Regions from separate parts of the Hordeum vulgare genome. Here region 2 is linked to region 1. Evidence: chromatin contacts called from public Hi-C data. All regions are on one chromosome and are shown on one strand. The core of a region is the stretch at or near the end of the contact, and the rest is flanking DNA. Distances in the headings are between cores, read along the strand shown.

Evidence for each region. A called contact is a pair of places that touch in the nucleus more often than the background predicts.
Region 2: a Hi-C map of leaf shows a contact between it and region 1, with 5 times the contacts expected there. The contact joins two enhancer-like sites. A contact is called at or near these places in 2 of 6 Hi-C or Micro-C datasets (leaf and seedling).

What each region holds. Positions count from the first base shown.
Region 1 is chr4H:75,633,981-75,637,477 of MorexV3_pseudomolecules_assembly, forward strand. No RefSeq gene overlaps it. Among protein-coding and RNA genes, the nearest start is that of LOC123447931, 250 kb to the left of the region's middle. Within about 2 kb of position 1,346, at least 3 of the 3 cell types and tissues checked have open chromatin away from gene starts, as enhancers often do. A contact at or near this core is called in leaf and seedling, where this site is marked.
Region 2 is chr4H:76,459,659-76,463,542 of MorexV3_pseudomolecules_assembly, forward strand. No RefSeq gene overlaps it. Among protein-coding and RNA genes, the nearest start is that of TRNAS-GCU, 9.1 kb to the right of the region's middle. Within about 2 kb of position 2,508, at least 3 of the 3 cell types and tissues checked have open chromatin away from gene starts, as enhancers often do. A contact at or near this core is called in leaf and seedling, where this site is marked.

The DNA of each region.
Region 1 (3,497 bases), core at 96-2,595:
TTTGGTTTCAAAAAAATCTGAAAAAAATATGGAAGTAAAGAAGGATGTTATGCGTATGTGTGCAAAAAATTAGGATGAAATACGATCTGCACAAAAAAGACAAATTCATGACCTGAAATGATGAATAGTGTCATGTGTAAAAAAGCCTCAGATTTATCTTTTTTGCACAGCCCTCATTTTAATGTATTTTTTCTGAAAATTTACACACATGTGTGTTACGCCTTCACTTATCCCTGTATTTTTTTTCATAATTTTTTAAAATATAAAAATATGAATTTTCATGAAATTTGAATTTCAAATTTAAAGGCCTCCATGGAGCTCGGCCACCAAAAGCAATTTCCGATCTTATAGCTAACTTGTACAATAGTTAGCAATAAAAGAGTACTATTTTTATCATATATGAACCATCTTTCATTCTCACAAAGCACCTGGGAGCACGTGCTAGGGCTGGCTCTTCACGAAGAGCCCGCTTCTCTTCTCTCTCCTCTTCTCTCTCATCCAAATCAACAAAAATATAGTATTTTTATCTTTACAGTCTGCTGACTGTACCTTATTGTACTTGCTCTAAGTCACTCGCGTAGTTCTAGATCAACAATTTAACAATCTAAATATGTATCATATGTGATAAAAAATATATATTTAAAAAATTCATCCGTGTAGAAATTTAATGATATACTTTTCATGATATATAACACATATTTAATTCCTTAAATCGGTGATCTAGAACTACAGGAATGACAACGGATCCCACCGCTGCTAGTGCACCCCGATTAGAGTCGATTATCGAGTCACACGCCATTGTTTACTTGTTTGTTGTTGTACTATCATCTTATGGTAAGTAGTATACGCCAACCTGGGATGGGATCGGACTGCAGGGGACCATACCCGTCCGCATCGAGCCACGCACTCACATATGTACTCCTGGGCAAACAACATTAAGAAAAACTCCAGCGGTTCCCCACATATCACCTGCCCGCCGGCCTAACTAGAGTCATGTTTGCATAGAGATAAATTATACGGCACACAAGTGATGGGTTTGTGAGCATAGACCCTGATCCTAGCTTCAACGTGCTAGCAGTACTAGATATATTGGCGCTGCATTCTATAAAAAAGAAATGGATTCCTGATGGTATATACTCCCAGGTTTTGACATTTACACAAAAAAAATAAAGTACAACATCTAAAGATTTTAAAGAAGTTGACCAGGAGATACCTGGCGGTCTAGCCCGCCGGATGGTGAATTTGCTGCACTTTCCGATACGAGATGACAAACTTGTATGCATGGTAATACAACACGCAGTATTTGCCTTGTGCAACGTGCGAGTATATATAACTGATTGATTGTTTCCACGGTGCACCGCACCTTGCCATGTACCTGTCCACGTCTCGCAAGAGATGTCGACATGGACAAGTCAGAAGCGTCTAGATGATAATTGCTTGCAGGAAAATAAAAGCAACAAAAAAACGTCGTGCCGATTCGATCGCACCAACGGCGCCATGTTGCCACATATACCATACTTTAAGTGAGTGCTTAGTTGGTCTTATCTGGTAATGCCCTGGTACTTAACTAATGAGGCGCATAATTAATACAAGCCGGGCAGGTCAAACCGCCGGAAAACTATACTGGCCCGGCCTGATGCAGATTCCACACAAACCACGGCGACGCAACGCCACATATGCTTTGTTTAGTTTTCTTTTCGGGGGATTGTTTAACTGTCCTTGCTTGGTTTCGCTGTAATGAAGATGATCACCACGTAATCAGTTGGGCCTACTAATAACTGCCACTTGCAGCATTAGTTTTAAGTACTCAGTTGAGTATAATACGAGAGAGATGCTATCAGAGGAGTATGCGTCTAGTAAATGTTATGCATATGATATCGACCGGAATCTCCATTGATTTCCCATCCCATCTCGGTTGAATCCCCTAGAGGATGAATTCTTGTTTTCTCAAAAAAAAAAAAAAAAAATCGACGGAATCAACCAGGTGTACTACCGTGATTCATTACCTTGGACCTGGCTAGGAAGAATATATATATGTTGGCTTCCATTCCTATTGAATTTCACGTCAAAAGAGCGACGGTTTAACTCCGAAAATAGGAGTATTTGACCATGCAAGCGAGGTACATAGAGACCTTACAAATGTGTAATCCATGATTTATTTATTTATTTTTGAAAAGAGGGAAATACCCTCGGCTCTGCATGGGATGACGCACACAACAATATATTCAATGTTGAGTATATTGATTATTAGGAAATATGGGATAGATTAGGATTTGTCCTACCTTGTTTTGTACTCTAAATTGATCATTGTATTATATATATATATATATGTCCATGAGGCTCAAGCAATACAACCTTTATTCCCTTTGAACATGGTATCTATCGTACGTTTCTAGGCCTAGACGCCGCGAGCCGCTTTCGCACCACGCGCCACCCTCGGGGCGGTCGGCCTCCATGACCGCCGCCGGGGCCCGCGTCGCCCTTACCTAGGGTTCGTCCATCGGTCTTGTTGACTAGCTGCCCTAGAGAGTTTTTTCCCTGATCTCTTAATCTGAATTTTCTCTCTTTTGCCGGTCTCTTAATCGGCATTCTTCCTTTTTAGTTTTCCGATATAAGATCGGGTTGCTTCGCCCGCTGTCGCTGTCGACACATGCCGCCTCTACTCCGACCTAGGCGCGACCAGCCGACCTCTACTTCGACCCGACGGCCTCGCGTGACGCGGCGACCCATCATGGTCGTCGTCCGCGCATCTGTCGGCCCGTCACTTTACGCCATCGTCGCCGCCCGGCGATGAACAGGATACGTGCATCACCCACCTTTCGTCTTCGTCGCCACATGTCGGCCGCCTCGGGAACATCGGTTGCCCTAGGCCTGCCGGCTGCCTCATCTGCCGCCCCCCTTGCCGGTTGTCGGGCTTGCCGCTGTGCCGGGACTGCTAGCTGCCTCGGCTTGCCAGCTGCAACGGGCCTGCCGGCTACCTCAGCTTGCCGGCTGCGTGGGGCCTACCGGCTGTCTCGGGCTCCCCGGCCCATCGCCGGCCTCCTCTGGCATGTCGTTCCCCGTTGGCTGTCGTCGCCTTGGTCTGCTCGGCAACCCCACATCATCGTCCATGACGCCATCATCATCACCGAGCAGTGCCCCCCGACCTCGCGTGCGATCGAATTGATCACCTGCCCGCCGCAATCGACACCATCCGCGTCGTGCGACTGACATGATCAGTCGGTTGCATGCGCCTCCGCAGGTCCTGTGAAGGTTGTCCCGAGTACATCGCGTCCCTCCATCGATCGAGCAACGGGTTGCCGTTGCGTTGCCCCGTCGGGCGGCAGCGCCGCTGCTCAGTAGTTCTCCCCGCGGTTGCCTCGACACGCGAGCCGCTGCTACACCGCCCCGCCGGGCTGTAGTGCAGCGGCACGCGGTCCCCGACGCCGCCCGAGGCCATCTTCATGGCTGCACCGACCCGCGTACCGTCGCTGCTTTGCCCCTTAGGGTCATAGCGT
Region 2 (3,884 bases), core at 1,258-3,757, 830 kb after region 1:
CGTGGGCTGTTGCTAGTGCTAGTAGCTGGTAAAATGGCAAGCGCACAAACAAAGAAGAATCTAAAGAAAGGAAATTGAGATAAGTGATCGACTATGCGGCGACACGACCGTGAGGCCAGCTTTCCCTTCCCGGTCCGGTAGCAAACCAGGTAGTCCGTACGATGGAGACGGCGACGAGGAGTTGCGTGCCCGCGCCCGGCGGGGCCTGCCATCTACGACAATGTGCTGCGTGTAGTTCCCCGTGAAGAAAATGATCCGCAGGCGGGAGCCTACTCACTAAGCAATGCGACCATGCTGTGTTCCTCTGATCGTTCATAAGAGCAGCTGACCAGGCTTTTTCTTACGACGGTACAGACGCAAACACTTATATAGAGCTTATATATATACACGTATATATATCCATCCCTATAAACAGATACGCGCATGCCCATCCTTACGAACACCTTCGAAAAAACATATCATCTAGAAATTTATGAAGTCACCGTAGACGTCTCGTCGTCGATGAAAACGTCTCCTTTCAATGAATGTGCGTCATTGAAAGTCATGAAATAAATTCAAAAATTAATGTGAACATCAGGACTTAAACCACGATAAATTCAAGACAATACAGTCCCTTTAATCATCCATCATCGGACTAATAATACAACCAATAATCGGCTATACAAAGTTGACACATCACCTACCTTTAATCTATGCCCATTTATACAATAGTGAGATGTACTTGTATGTTATGCCATTAAGAGCATTTACAGTCGTGTATGATAAATATGACACGTCAAATGCCAACGGCGTGTCTGAGTGGGCACGTCTCAAATTAGCACATGTGTTCGGTTACTTCATATATATTTCTAAATCCATACAAAAGCGTGCAAACGAAAAAAAACTACGTACTACATAGATCACCTAGCTATCCTCGTTAGAGATGTCGACTATCTTCGTGCCCGATTCTGGATGCATGGGTGGCAGCTGCAGCTCCGGCTGCTCCGCTCCGGTCTCCTCCTACTCTATGCCCGCCTCAAGGTCGACGAAGAGCGCGTCGGACTCCGCCTGCTTTTGTCTGAGGAACCATTTGGTTGGTCTCCACATAGGCCTCATCCTGGATGGACTTGAGGATGTTGTGCCGCTCCGTCATTTCCTCGGCTTGGGCGATGGCGAACTCCGCCTCCACCTGTGCCATGTTAAACCCCAGAGCAGAATGTTACGCCTTGTCTTCCTCCGGATTTGCCACCTCCGCCGGCTTCGGTAGCTGCTCTCCCTCCTCTTCCTCCTCCGACTGCTGCTCCTCCTCCTCCTCCTCCGTCTCCGACGAGTCCGGAGGCAGCCCGACAACGATGCGGACGGCGAGCCTAGCCTGGATATTCTCCTTGATCTGCCTCCGATGCTCCGGCATAAGTGCCGCGTAGGTGTCGATCTTCCATTGAACCATGGCAATGTCGGAGAGCGTGAGAGAGCGCGGGAGAGGAGGCGGACGGGCTTGGGTGGTGGCGCGAAGAGGGATGAGGTGAATGGGCCACCGCTCGGGGACGTCAGGCGGCTTAAATAGCCGAATTTGGCATCGGGCAACGAGCCGGAGCGGCACCACGCGGCGTTCACAACGCGACAACGGAGGAGGCGTCCGTCACACCATCGAACTTCCGGGCGATTCCTCGTGAGACCCCTTCGTCTGTCCTACGTGGCGGCGCGCTCGGACATTCGTCCCATATTTGGGTTGGATATGAAAGATATCAGCTAGCTCGGATGTTTGAGACTCGTCTAAGTCGGATTTTCGTGACCGCTCAATGATCAAACGGGCCATCCGGACGTTTGGGACAGGTTTGGGAATGTAGATGTTGTAAGCTCATCATATCAGCCTTGTATGCCCGGAATCAAATGCTTTGGTGGTTAGCATCTACAACCGAAGCCCCCATACCCATCTCAAATGTCCGAACAGGCTGTTTGGTGAGTGATCGGTTACAAAAACGCGATCGAACCGGATCACTCATACCCGTCTCAAACACTCGGACTGACCGGCACCCATCGTATCCATCTTAAATATAAGAACGATACGATGGCTCGCGGATGCGCCCGGACACACTTTGTCAGTTTGCCACGTAGGACGCAACACTATCGTGGACCACCTTTTTTTTCTCTCTCTCTCTCTTATTCTTCATCAATCACATCCTAGTGACCGGACATATGAAAAAGAAATAAAAATTCATGACTGCATGGATTAAAAAAATAAAAACTCAGAACGGACACGTGAACGTGTTATGTTTGCTAAGTCCAGGTAAAGACCTGTGATATGCGGGGAACCGTTCGAGTTCTTTAACCAAGCTGGCATAAAGATCACAAGACCACATAGTATAATCACAGGCAATCAGGCATAGGGATATAAATTAAACGGCATGCCGACTGGACTCTGAATCAGAGTGCACTAGCAACGGTGGAATCCGTTGACGCGCTGGGGGATCTTGCTCACCAAAGTACCACTTTCTTTAGTGCGTCCTCACGATCGACGGCGACGAGGCGCTGCGTGCTGCGGGCGGGGCCCGCCACCACCTCCGCCTCTAGCGCCGTGAGCAGGGTTGGTGGTTGCAGGCTTGGAGCCATGTGAATGTGTACTTTGCGATTAGGCTGCTAGGATATGCCTTTTGGTACTTTGAGATGGGAATCATGAGCCCTTGTTGAGTCCAGTCATGCAGAAGTTCAAAATTGTTCTTGAATTTTTAAAAATGTGTTCATGACCATGTGCCGTACACTAATTAACCGAGTATCATGAGTTCGTGACCATATGACGTACACTTGTTAAACACAGATGGATCTCTGAAGATAGCTCGTTTCGTTATTTAGCATTCGATCACCACAGAGCCCCAGACTCTATTTGTTGACGCGACATCTCTCTTTCGATGAGGGGCATGTTGGGAATTAATACTTCCTCATACAAACTTTTTTACTCGGTTCTTGTAATCTTCTACACTCATAGTGCACGAGGAACAACGTGAGATGACTTGGGTAGGCATAGTTGCTCCGTAGAACCTGTGTAAAGAAGGTCAGGTTGAGGTAAAATAATAAAAAACTAACATCTGCATTTAGTTTTATTGCGTGCATACGTTTGGGGCTGCATGAGGTGTCACTATGGGCATGGTGTTTGGTTGTCCGCTTGTGCACGGTCAAACACACAGCCTGCTGTTTGATGGCATGCACCGTGTGTTGTCTGGTAACCTCTTCGACACGATGATGAGGTTACCAACACACATCGGCCTCGGAAAGAACACACATAATAGAACATAGAGTAGATATAAATATTATGCCACGCATAACAGATCAGTTCAAAATAGCAGCCGATACTAAAGTAAAGCAGCTGGAGCATGTCGGGATTGTCTTAGGGGTTCACGGCGAAGGCGTCGTCTTGCTTCCCGCATCTGGTCACCACTTCAATGCCGTTGTCATTGAAAATGATAACCTTCAGCTTTTGGGAGTGAGCAGCTTAAAGTTCACCATGAAGCCTATCTTGATCTGATGGGCAATAGCGAAGGTGGCCCAGCCCTGATCGAGGGTGACCGTGTCATTCAACAGACGCACAGTCACCCTCCAGGAGCACTCGGTGTTGGTCTTTAGTTTGAACTCATGTGGCACTGACGGGAAATGCTTCGTGAAATCCGGTGTCATAGGTATGACCTCCAGGAGGGGAGCCATGGGCACCTTGCAGAAGTTGGTTGGCCCTCCAACACCATGGTAGTGGTTGTAGTTCTGACGCTTGCCATTATGGGGCTCCTCCGGCTGGTCGTCGTCCCTACCAGGGGTCTCGACGGGCGTCACCTCCGATGGTGGCACCACATCCTTGCCCTTGTCTTGCTCCTTGGGTGGCACCACCTCCTTCCCCATACTCTCTGTGTCGATCTGCA